Regions from separate parts of the Mus musculus genome. Here region 1 is linked to region 2. The links are chromatin contacts, called in public HiChIP or PLAC-seq maps. All regions are on one chromosome and are shown on one strand. The core of a region is the stretch at or near the end of the contact, and the rest is flanking DNA. Distances in the headings are between cores, read along the strand shown.

Region 1 (6,643 bases), core at 2,782-5,281, 410 kb after region 2:
CCTTAAAAGATTTTTTTAAAGACAGGTTTGAGGTAAGCTCGCTTGGCAGCAAACCCTGACCTTAGCTAACATGAGGCTAATTATAGTCTGTGCTTGTCCCACTTTCTGTGAAAATCTGAGCATTTCTTGCTGAAATATTCACATGTTTTACCAGGGGAGAGCACCCTCGCTCTCTGCCAGGAAGCAGGGGTTGGGGGTGGACACACATGCAGTTTACACTGAGAATGTGTCCCTTCTAAATGGCATCTGTGCCAAATGTTGTATCCCCTTGATTTTATAGACAGAGAAACTGTGCCCCCCCCCCAAAGGCCAGGTCACAGCTCATCCCTTCATCTGCCCTTGCCACAGGAGATTCAAGAAGCTCACGGAGCATAGCCCTGCTCTAGGAAGAGCCCTGGCCTCCAGTCACAGCAATGATGAAGCTTTCTGCCCGAAGCACACGGGTGAGGGCCAGAGAAGCCCAGGGACCAGTCACTTCCGGTGAGGAGGATGGGCGCCGGAAGGTCCGCCCTGCACCACAGCCTCACGGGGGCCTAGGGCATCCAACCCAAAGCTAGAGGGGCCCTCAATCTCCTCTGGGTGACCAGGTACAGCAGATGCCAGCGGTAAGGTCAAGGAATGGAAGGAAGCCAGCAGATTCTGGAAAGATCTGTGAGTGAGCCCTGGCTGACAGAAACAACCTGGAGAATCCCATGCTGACAATAAGCGCGTTGCCAGTTCCTGCTCCTCAGGCCCCGCTGGGTCCAGAACAAGCCAGGTTCCCACCTCTGCACCAGCCATAGCAAAGAGACCTCCCTCTACTCAGTGAAACACAGCTGGCCCCCAAAAGTATCAGCAGAGACAGACCACCAGCACTTCTGCCTAGAAGCAATGTAAATCTGAAAAGAAGCCTCATGAGATACAATGCGTCTGCCTTCTCTTATTGCCAGGAGATGATTGAAAACCCAGGATCATGTTACCAAAGTCATCTTTATCCATCACCCACCCAAATCAATTTAAGCTCCCTAAAAATATGTCCCCTTAAATCCATTTTAAAGTATTCCAATGAATATTGAACTCAGAATCATTTTGTGATTCATTTCTGAATCTCACAGTGTATATCCGAATTACATATTGAGACAATTTGCATTGCTTTATGGTAATATACATACACAGTTCTATATCTCCTTCAAAGAAGTAGCTATTCAAGGTCTTTGCCTGTTTTCATGTTTAAAGGCTTGTCCTTTTGCTGTTGTGGTTGGTTGGTTTGGTTGTGTGCTTTTCGTTTTGAGACAAAGTCTTTCTATATAGTCCAAACTAGCCTTGAACTCAATATGTAGCTGTCAAGTTGACACAAACCAATCACCTGGGAAGGCAGGTAGGTCCTCAACTGAAGAACTGCTCGGATCAGGCTGATCTGTGACCATGTTTGTCAGGCATTTTCTTAACATAACTGATGCAGGAGGGTCCAGCCCACTAAGGGTGTTGCGATCCCTAGGCAATGGGTCTGTGCTTTATAAGAAAGGTAGATGAAACAAGCCAGTAACCAAGGATTTCTGCTTCAGTTCCTGCCTCCAGATTCCTGCCTGAGTTCTTGCTGAAACCTCTTCCCAAATGATGGCCCACATAAGCCCCTTCCCATATTGCATTGGGCCATGGTGTTTATTACAGCAATAGAAAGCAAACATCTTTTATTTGAATGAAACTGAATTACTCAGCTGCTGTTTTAGTTGGGGTTGTGTCCCGCTACAGTTTGGGTAGACCTAGATCCCTCAGAAGCCTCTGTGTCAAAGGTGTGGTCTCCAGCCCATGATGCTACTGGGCAGTGTTGGAACCTTTGAGAGGCTTGGTTCTTAAATCCACTCTTAGCCGGACTTTGGGATTTTACTCAGCATGCACATTTATTCTTCTGTGGTGCTCTCTACCAGATCTGCACCCAGCTCTAGCCTGCTTGGTCTTCCAGAACTTGCTCCTCAATTATTAACAGGATTGCAGGCATTCCCTGTCTGTGATCCCAGGCTGGGTATTAATTCTCTCCAGACAGAAAATCTTCACAACGGGGATGAGAATGTAGCTCAATTGGTAGAGTGCTTGCCTAGTGTACATCACGTCTTGGGTTCCATCCCCAGCAACTCATAAAACAGGTGTCGTAGCACACACCTACTTATCCCAGCACTCAGGAGGTAATGGCACTCCTGCCATCAGAAGTCCAGGGTCATCCTCAGCTACACAGTGAGTTCAAGGTCAGCCTGAGATACAAGAGATTCCATGTATTAAAAAAGTCTCAGCAATATTGGACCTGACACCTTTGCTGCCTTTCCTTGGGGATCCAATGGGTCTTGGGGTCCAAGTGCCTAAAAATAGCTGTCTATTGTATTTCCTAGGTTTTGTATGTGCACACATATATACATGTAAGTGCATATGTGCATGCATATATGTGCATATGTGCATGAATGTATGTGCATATGTATGTGCATTTACATGCACATGTGCATGCATGTATGTGCAGAGGCCAGATGTCCACAATATGAATATCTTTCTCAACTGCTCTTTGCCTTATTTTTTGTAAAAAGGGTTCATGTACTTGGAGCTCACTGATTGGCTGGACTGGCTGGGTATGAGCTCCAGGATTCTCCTCTCTGCCTCCATAGCACTGAAATGGCAGCTGTGCATTGCCACACCCAGCTTTTTATGTGGGTGCTGAGGACCCAAACTCGGGTCTTCATACTTGCCCAACAAGTGCTTTGCTGAGCCAACTCCTCAGCCCCTTGTTTTGATTTTAATTGTGTCAGGTTGATTCTGGTCCTGACTCATTGTCATGGTCAGTTGCAGAAATCTGACTATTTGTGGTGGAGCGCACATCAGACCTGTGTGCAATGGATGGGTAACTCACTGTGACACTGCAAACTTAGTGACACTTTTCTAATCTTAAAAAATGTGGAGGGAGATTCTGCAAGATGGCTCAGAGAATAAGATGCCAGAACCAAGCCTGAGGACCTAAGCTTGATCCCAGGACCCACATGATGGAAGGCAAGTGACTCTTGCAAGTTGTCTTCTGACCTCTGCACATGCACTGTCAAACTAACATTTATAACACAACTAACACAACATTTTTTTTAAATGTACAAAAAAAATAAAACTTGTAACCAATTTTCTATTGTTTTCTTCTAGTGATTTCTCTCATTTAGGAAATATATGTCAATATGAATGTTACTTTTTTTTTTAAAGCTCCTTTTATTTCCATTGAAAGTCAGTCTCCGTCAGATCCAGGTGCCAGGGCAAAGGATGAGACTGAGCCATTCTGTGGCTCCTGCTGCCATGTTTCTTTATTGTCTCCAGAAAGCTCCGCATGCTCCTGTTGCCTGGGAACAGGGGTACATATCTCTGCTGGTTGCTGGCTCCAGGCTTATCTGCTTTAATTTCTTTCCTTTAGCTGGAACCGTGAGTAACAGCACCTAGAAAATGGTTCAATTTATTTTTCCTTCTTCTGTTCATAGGAAAATTGTGCATCTTCTCTCTGGATAATGGGTGTCTGAATTTCCTTGTGTACAAAGTATTCCTGAGCTTGGATGACAGATCAAACAGAATTACAGTGTTACAATGTGTGTAACCTCGTGACATTTTGTAGGACTGTAAGATACTACATCTTGAATAACTTTCATTTATGAGTGTGTTTCTTTTGGCCATAATGACTAGATTTTGTTCTTGGATGGGTGTTGTATGCAGGGAACTGACCAATTCAGAACGCAAGCTAGAGCTGGCTGGTGAGCACTCAGGATCCTCCTGGCTCTGTCTCTCCAGATAGAAGATTATAGGCACCTCACTGCCACCACATCTGGCTTGTTCCTTAGATGCTGGGATCAGAACTCAGATCCTCCTGTTTGTGGCAAGCGCGCGATCCACTGAACCACCTCACCAGCCCCAGATTGTGTTCTCAGTGTTTTTATGCACAGGACTCCACCCTTCCCTCCCCTCCCCCTCTTACATTGATGCCTCTGTTTATCACCATCTCAACTCAGTTTTTACCACAGCTGTGGCTCGATTTCTCTCTGTATCGGCATATGTGCTACAGGAAATCACCAGGTCTCAGTTCTTCCCTTTCAACCCATGTAGACTATGACTATGTTGTTACCACCATTTTCTTCTGATCTAGTATTGTCCCCAGGACACATCGGTATGCAATTATCAGAGGTTGGGATGTAGCGCAATCGACGAAGCACTTACTTAGCATGCTGGAAGCTCTGGGGTGTATCCCAGCAGCACATAAACTAGACCTGCTAATGCACGCCTGCGATCCCAGCACTGGGGAGTTGTGGGCAGGAGGGTCAGAAGTTCAAGGTCATCTTCAACTAGCACAGTGAGCTTGAGGCATCTAGGTTATGATGTCTCAAAAAGAAAAAAAAAAAAAAAAAAAAAAGCAACTATTGAGAGCCTGCTAGGAACTCTGGAGGATAGACATGTGGACTAACCCAGGAATCCCAACTCTTTACAGAATTTGCATTGTGGCTTTTTGTGTTTCATAGTCTGATTTATAAACATTTACATTCCCTTGCTGGCCACGCCTCTGGGAAGGTTCTAGAAATTTTCCATTTCAGGAGAACTTCCTTCCAGTCTAAGCTGTTACTGATGCCCTTCCCCATGACAGGCCTTGCAGCTGTGGGATCTAGAGTCAGTGAATTATTTCAGAACCTTTTTATTCTAAGAGCAAGGTCAACCTGGCCTGGGTGTAAAGTCAAGAGGAAGGTCAACCCAGCCTTTAAAGGTCAACCTGGCCAGCCCTAGGGAATGCTGGATGGCCTCTCTTACTCCATTCCCTTCTCTGTAATTGAAACTTGTTTCATTCTTATGTCTCAATGTTTCTTTCATCTCAGATCCTTCCAGCTGGGACTAGAGTCATCTTTCTTTGATCGCTGCTCCTGTGTGTATACATATCATTCTTTGCACTGTCTGGATACAGCTTACCATGCAGGTCAGAACATTGATCTTCAGTGACTTCTAATAGCGTTGGCCTTCCCATGGGAAAGGTCACAGCAGCTTACACTACTCAGTCCATCGAGTTCCTGACAAGACTAGCAAGGCCTGTCCATTTTTCCTGCCTGAGGGTGGATGCTCCTGTGACTTGCACTCAGCACAAGCCCACCTTCCACCCCACGGGGTGGCTTCTTGTGCAGATGTGGTAACCTTCCTGTGAGCTCTGCAGAGACTGGAAATACTGGGGTCACACAAAATCCTTTGTAGAAATGATGTCTGCCAAAGGAGACATGCCCTGGTCTGCTCTGCTGCTGTAGTGGTGCAAGGGAGCTGAGGTGATGTGATACCCGCTTATCCCTTCAGCCTAGTGCAACCCAAGACCCACAGAGCATGCCGGGAGTCCCAGAGCTGGCGGACTCCTTTGGTTCCAGCTGCTCCGGTGGAAGCTGCCTTCTCACTTCAGGGACCGACCTCCTCCAGCCCCCATTTTTGTGAACCCAAGCTGAATTCTACCTTTTCCAGACACTCTTCTTGTCTTGACGAGAACTATCACCTCTTAATCTTTTGCACTAAACCAAATCTTATCCTGGCACTTGTGTAAGGATCTTTGTAAATCTAGGCAGAACTGGTTAACTTAAAAAAAAAAATCTATTTACTCTTAGGGAGTGGGAAGAAGCCAGGAATGAAGAGCTTTGGGTTTCAAAACTACACATATGGGCTTCTTTTTATTTATTAACAGCTTTTATGTATTTTCAATATTATCCCTGAAAGCAGCTGTTCTCCGGGTTCCGTTTCACACCTGCCTGTCACTTCGGATTTCCATGTGTTAATTTACAGATCTGCACTGCAAATGATAAGAGCGAAGCCCAAGGTGATTTTTCCGGGTTTAGAATTTTGCTTCCAAGCCCAAGGATTGCTTAGAGCCTCTGTGAGTGCAGCGAGGCTCCCAGTCAGCCACCGGCTTACTCTTTACCCCTAAGTACTATTTTTGAGGTGTTAATACTAACACAGCATTTGCCAAACTGATATTTCTTATGTTTGTGGGTTTTTTTTTCCTCTACTACATTGTAAGACTGAAGAGAACACTTCCTAAAATCCATTAGTGTATAACTTTGCATTATGCAAATAAATAAGGCACAGTTAATTTGGGAAAGCTCGGTTATTTCTATCGCTCCAAAGTCTTACAGAACTAGGGAAAGGCTTTATTGGTCTGGGGGTGTAGTCAATTGGTGGAGCATTTGCCTCGCACACAGGAAGTCCTAGGTTCACTCCCTAGGATGACACAAACCATGTGACACACACCTGTATTCTTAGCCCCTGGAAGGTGGAGGCAGGAGGCTAACAGTAGAGGCTATTCTCCTATATATTGAGTTTGATGCCAAGCTGGACCTTGACAACTTAAATAAGCAAAGAAATGAAGTTTCTATCATGCCAGCACTGAAGACAAAGTCATGGTTCATGGTTTTGGAGGCTGGGAAGTCACCAGCATAGCACCGACTCCTGGGGAAAGAACTTCTTGCTGTGACCTAATATGGGGGAGGGGACGCAGGCACACGTGAGAGAGGGGGGCAAGTCCACACTCACCCTTTTACCAGAAACCCACATGATTGTTAATGTACATCTGTGACAAAGCCATCAACCCATTGGTGACAGCAGAGGACCTGAGTGTCTCCCCCAGGTCCTGCCCACCACG
Region 2 (6,394 bases), core at 224-2,723:
GATGGAGTGCCTTTGAACCCATGTATTTCTATATAGTTTGGGTTAAGAGTGTACTATTGATACAACAATAATTATTCTTTCAGCTAGGTATGATATTCCACTCTATTATTTATAACCTGTGCTTATAGGCAGATCAACTCACAGCCTCAATGCTTTATTAAAAAGTGGAATGTGATTCTCAAGTAAAAAAAAAAAAAAACCAGAAATCACTAAAGAGATGTGTGTTACTCTTATTCTTGGGGGAACAGACTATCTCCTGGCTATGACGATTCTGGAATGTGTGGTTGGGCTTAGGGAGTAGTTAATACTATTTTTTTCAGGAACTGTTTTTGTTTTAAGGGACTGGAAAGCACAATTGTTTGTTTGTTTGTGTATTCACTTATTTATTTTTGAGACAAGGTCTCTCTATGTCTCCCTGGCTGTCCTAGAGCTGATTATATAGATGGGGCTGGCCAGAACTCACAGAGATCCACCTGCGTCTGTCCGCACACCTCTGTTGCTGAGTGCTGGATTTAGACATTCTGTTACTTTCTATCAGTTCATCAAAGAAAATGAGGACAATTTTTTTTTCTCAGCCAGATTATCGCTGTTAACTGCTCTCAACTACTTTGTTCTTTGGAAGGATTCGGAATTTGATTTTAAGACGTGATGCGTTTGGAAATTATCAGTTTAATTTTATTCATATGTAATCTCTTTTTTCCAAAGATTTATTTATTTTTATGTGCAGGAGTGTTTTTGCCTGCATGTATGTATGTGTACCACATGTGGCCAGAAGAGGACACTGGTTTCCTTACACCTGCAGTGGGAGTTACGGACAGTTATGGGTTGCCATGTCGGTGCTGGGAACTGGACCCAGACCCTGTGCAGGAGCATTGCTAAGCCATCATTCCAGCCCTTGACCTTTTTTCCCCTTTGAGACAATATCATGCTCAGCAGTCATCTTCGTTCAGAAATCACTACTTTCTCATCACTTCAAAAGCTCCACTAAGAGATGGCTAGTCACAGCACGGGAGAAAGGAGAGGCTAGACAGTGTCTCTTCCTCACGTACAAAGCGACAGGAAAGTCTCATTCAGAACTGGGTCTCATCTTGCATGCTCCGCCCACACTCCTGTTCCAGGAGGTTCTCTGCTTCTTGTCATCAAGCCCAGAATGCCTGCCTCTGCCTCAAGTGCTGTGATCACAAGCCTGCGTCATCATGTCCAGCACGTGTAGCACTGGGGACCCCACTCAGGGCTTCCAACAGGCTGGGTGAGCCCCCTGTCCACTGAGCTACACCCGCAGCCTTGTTTGGACATCTCAAGCTTCCATATGTTGTTTGTCTGTCGTAGACAGTACCATGGGGAGAGGAAGAATGCCAGTTTCCCCACTCCAGTTTCCAGCACAGCACTTAACCGGAGCCAAAGACAAAGCTGTGCGGAGAGCCAGCCGCAGGAAACTCCTGACGTTGCTTCCAGGCAGCAGGCTCGGTTCTGGGAACCAGTGTGCACTGCTTAACGCATGACTCAATCTGCCCAGAACCTGCCAGGGGAGGGCAGTAGCTCCTTGCTTCACATTCTTGTCTCTGTCTTCCCCCCCAGGAACTGTTTGCAGATCCCATGGATGCTACCTGAGCTCCGGAATGCCACCCCTTCTGCTACAGGGCTTCAGTCCCAAGTCCCACCCGGCCAAAGAACTGGGCTCCTTGCCAGCGTTCCTGCCCCATCCCATCCTACCTTCCTGCCAACTGTCAGAGATATCATCAATAAATTGTTTGAATTATTCAATTCTAGAGATTAAATACTCCCCTGCTCCCCAAACCCAGAGATAAAATCAAACTCAAAACAGTTTGACGGAAAGCCGACCGTGTTTTGTAATCTGCCCCACCCCCACCCCTCCCAGGTTCCTCCTGGCTTCTTTCTCATCACTCGCCCAGGCATGGTTCTGGTGTTGAGGCATCTGCATGCCTCTCCTCCTTCATCTGGCTATTTCCCTTCTTCAGACTCGACTAGAAATTGTGCTCAGGGGCTGGGGGTGTAGCTCGGGGAGTGGAATGATCCAACTGGGCTGGGGTTCAGTTTCTGGCGCTATGTAACATGGAGAGGGGTGTATGTGAGCTTGTGTGTAATTGCGGTACTTGAGAGGTGGAGGCAAATGGACCTATTCAGGGTCATCTTTAGCTATATACACAGTCGAGACAGACTTGGCTATGTGAGCCCCTTACTTTAAAAACAGGAGGAGGAGGAGGAGGAGGAGGAGGAGGAAAAAAGAAGGAAAAGAAGAGTGAGAAAGAACGGGGTAGGGTGGGAGAAAGCATCTACTTCTGGTTGTTCAAATTTCTATTAAAATCCTTGACAAAGGAACTAATGCAATGACTTGCTGGTTATGAGTACCGACATCCAGGGGACCCAGGTTTGGCTCCCAGCACCCACATAGTAGCTTACACCCACGGACCAGACACCAACATCCTGATCTGGCTTCTTCGAGCACATGTGCCGCACAGGCACACACAGGCAAAGCAATCATGTTTGAAAATAAAAATTTAAAGAATAAAAAACTGCTTGATGGCCTGCTCTGTTTCGGAGAGAGGAAATAAAGTCGAAATAAAAACAAAGCAGGGAAAGAGAAAAGCAGCAGCCACCTGGAGGAAATGGTTACGTAGTATCTGGTCCTACAGCTGCCTGCAATTATCCTCCCTTACAAAAAGGGGAAAATGCCGGAGTCTCTGCTCTTTATCTGAGCCGGTAAACACGCCTGACTGCAAGAAAGGAATTTCTCGTTTCTGTCCTCTTTAAGGCTACCCCAACAATGACAGGATAGTTAGAACTAGGCTGAAATGCCTATCGGTACCAGAAGAGCCCCTGTGCAATGGCTGAGTTGGTCTTTTCTGACGAGCCCATGGCTAAAAGATTTTTCTGGTCCCCCACTTCTTTTTTGGTAACTGAGCTGTTCCCCTAACAATGCTGTGGTCACAGAGAAGAAGGAAGGAGGAAACAAGTGTGTCTTGCAAGCGATGCTCTGTTCCTGACTTCTCATTTCTTTCTGCTTTCTTTGTTCTACCCAGTACATTTAGTTTCCCTGAGGGGACATTGGTTGCTTTTGGATGTCCAATGTTCTTTCCCTTATGTGTGGACTGGCCTCAGAATCAGAATGGGTTTGACTAGTTCTACATACCGATGGAGCCCAACTTGCCCTCAGCAACGGACTCTGCCCTTGATGACTCCACACACCACCCACCCACACACACACCACTTTCAAATGTTATGCATATAGGTGTTTTCCCGGCCTATATGTATGTCCAACATGTGCGTGCCTAGTGTCAGAGTGGGCAGGGAGGCAAATGATGCCCTGGGACTGGAGTTTACAAACCACTGTGAGGTTGGCTCACAGTGGGTGATGGGAATTGAACCTGAGTCTTCTGAAAGAACAGCCAGTGCTCTTAAGCAGTGAGCTTTCTCTGCAGTCCCAACCCTGTGCCCTGGAAATTAAAAGGAAAGATTCAGGATCAGACAATATATATATATATAGTTATATATATATAGTTATATATATATATATATAGTTATATATATATAGTTATATATATATATATAGTTATATATAGTTATATATATATAGTTATGTGTGTGTGTATAGAATATCTTGGGTCATTTTGAAGCCTGCAAGGGTTCACCCCAAAACTCTTCCAATTTATTCTCCAGGTAGTTCCTGCCCAATCCCCTTCAATGACTTCCCACTCCCTCTGGATAAAATCTGTCTTCGAGGGTATATCATTCCAAGGCTTTGAGATCTGCCCCTCTCTCCCTTTCAGAACTCAATTTCTTAGAAGCACAGTCCTTTCTTTCTATCAAGGCTTCTAGTGCTTTCTGGTCTTTGTCTGATCACATGACCGTTATTATTTCCATGGCTCTGCCCTTGTCTCCACCAGATCAAGGACTTGCTTTTTCTTTCTTTCTTTTTTTTTTTTTTTCAAGACAGGGTTTCTCTGTGTCGCCCTGGCTATCCTGGAACTCACTTTGTAGACCAAGCTGGCCTCCAAATCAGAAATTAGCCTGCCTCTGCCTCCCAAGTGCCAGGATTAAAGGTGTGCACCACCACCGCCCAGTGACTTGCTTTTCCTAATTCCTTTCTGTGTCCTGGTTGAGAGACGCAGGGTGAGTGCCTTGCCCAGCCTCTCCTGGGGCTAGCTGTGTACTTCCTTCTGAAAGCTGGGGCATTGATAGAGATGTAGCCCAGGCCTTAACCACATTCCTTAAAGTTTACTATAAACGCTACACCTGTACTCTGATTGTAGACACACCTTGGTGGCCTATCCCTGTGTGTGTGCCCATTGCAAGGATGCAGACATTCAATAATGGCTTCTAACGGCTTGACCAGTCACCTGGTCTTTGCTGCTTTTCTTTGGTACTCCCCACTGGTCCATCTAGGCACAAGTCTAGGCAAGACAATAATTGTGGGACTTTGCCTGCTATCACTGTGGGGCCAACTCCAGCTACAGCTTCTGCTGAACGGAACCTCCTGATAAGTTAATGGCCTGACTGAATTGCTCTCTGGCAAAATTGATTCAGATGAATGGCATGCAGGTGGGAGGTGACACGGAGACCATGCTCGTGGAGAGGTGACACGGAGACATGCTCGTGGCATGTCCTCTAGGGGTCCTCTAGGGAGGCATGTTCTCTAGGGAGGTGATTCAGATGAATGGCATGCAGGTGGGAGGTGACACGGAGACATGCTCGTGGCATGTCCTCTAGGGGTCCCCGCTGCATCTTTTTAACCTGGAATCTCCCTGAGATGATCTCCATAGTAACTTCCCCCACCTCTTCTGTCCCTCGAGGCACACCAGATAGATCTGTGTTATTTCTAAGTGAAATGTCTTCAATCCTTCAATCCCCCGTGACCTCATACACCTGTTGAATGGGATCTCTGGGTTCAGGTGTGATTTCTCAGCTGTCATTTTGACCTGAGGAAAAAAGATGAGGAAATCTTACCTCCTTAGATTGGCATAGGCATAAACAAAGTGACAAGTGAACAGGTGTGTGTTAGTAAATGGGATGGTTTGTATATGCTCGGCCCAGGGAGTTGCACTATTAGGCGGTGTGGCCTTGTTAGGGTGGGTATGGGCTTTTAAGACCCTCATCCTGGCTGCCTGGAAGCCAGTATTCCACTAACACCTTTCAGATGAAGATGTAGAACTCTCAGCTCCTCCTTCACCATGCCTGCCTGGATGCTGCCATGCTCCCATCTTGATGATAATGGACTGAACCGAACTTGCAAGCCAGCCATGATTAAATGTTGTCCTTATAAGAGTTGCCTTGGTCGTGGTGTCTGTTCACAGCAGTAAGACCCTAAGACACCATCTATCTATCCAATCTATCTCGATATCTATCGTGTGTGTGTGTGTGTGTGTGTGTGTGTGTACATGCATGTGTGCACCTTCTGGCCTTGATGAGTGTGTGAAGGTCAGAGGACAGTTTTCAAGGGTTACTTCTCTCCCTCCATCATGTGGGTCCTGGGGATTGAATTCAGGTTGTCAGGTTTGGCAGCAAGTGCCTTTACCCACTGAGCCATCTCACCAGCCCTTGTTTGTTTTTTTGAGACAGGGTCTTGTGTTGGCATATTTGTTTTATTATTGTATTGGGCTCTTATACCTTATTCTACCCTAATTTCTTCCCACCCCTGACACTAGGTAGGAGAGAAAGAAGGTTAGAGGAGAAAGGGGGCGTAGACCTCTGTAGGCTATTTCCTGATGATGAGGATCAATGGGTTCCTTGGGGAAAGTCCAATCTTCTACATCAGGATATCCAGCAGTCCAACAATCCAGCAATAGCAAATGGAACAGCAGTGGGAAGGGGGGGGGCACAGCTGGGAAAAACCATGCCTCCCTAGAGCACGAGACAGTCATAGTCAACATCTGTGGACAAACTGAAGCAGCCCCATATTCCACACCGGAGATTAAAACAAAAGCATTCATATACTGGATTTTTAACAAAACCAAAACTCTCACTACAGTCTTATTATATAGTTCAAGCTGTTCTAGAACTCACAGCAATTCTCCTGCCTCACTGTCCTACATGTTGGAATTATGAGGCCTGTGTCACAATATCTGGTAGGAATCATTACTTCTCATAAACATTTGAAATAATTTCACCACATGTTACCCCAAGGCACGCTGGCTCCAAGCAGACAGATAGTTGCAACGTGAGGCAGGGATTTGGGGCTACAGTCTAGACCTGCCTTGGCCAGGAGCCCATGCCCCACCCAGCCTTAGAAGATTTGGCCTCCAGCCTTACCTGCTGCGTCCTGAGGTGTGGCACACTCCTTAGATTACGCCAAACCTAACATGAATGGCTCTGCAACACTCCTATGCACACAGACCAGGGAACAAACCATTTTAGGGCTGGGAGGTGGAGCTTTAGG

The links. HiChIP or PLAC-seq counts read pairs in DNA pulled down with a chosen protein or histone mark.
Region 1: an H3K4me3 HiChIP or PLAC-seq map of bone marrow-derived macrophages shows a contact between it and region 2, with 5 times the contacts expected there. The contact joins two enhancer-like sites. A contact is called at or near these places in 1 of 15 datasets of contacts at CTCF or cohesin (large pre-B cells), 20 of 484 Hi-C or Micro-C datasets (B cells, the C2C12 cell line, CD4 T cells and 13 more) and 4 of 115 datasets of contacts at active chromatin or transcription factors (bone marrow-derived macrophages, embryonic stem cells and large pre-B cells).

What each region holds. Positions count from the first base shown.
Region 1 is chr10:83,202,895-83,209,537 of GRCm38.p6, forward strand. No RefSeq gene overlaps it. Among named protein-coding and RNA genes, the nearest start is that of Slc41a2, 130 kb to the right of the region's middle. Within about 2 kb of position 4,032, at least 3 of the 459 cell types and tissues checked have an H3K27ac peak or open chromatin away from gene starts, as enhancers often do.
Region 2 is chr10:82,794,043-82,800,436 of GRCm38.p6, forward strand. It overlaps a transcript of Hcfc2 not described here. Among named protein-coding and RNA genes, the nearest start is that of 1700028I16Rik, 15 kb to the right of the region's middle. Within about 2 kb of position 1,474, at least 227 of the 459 cell types and tissues checked have an H3K27ac peak or open chromatin away from gene starts, as enhancers often do.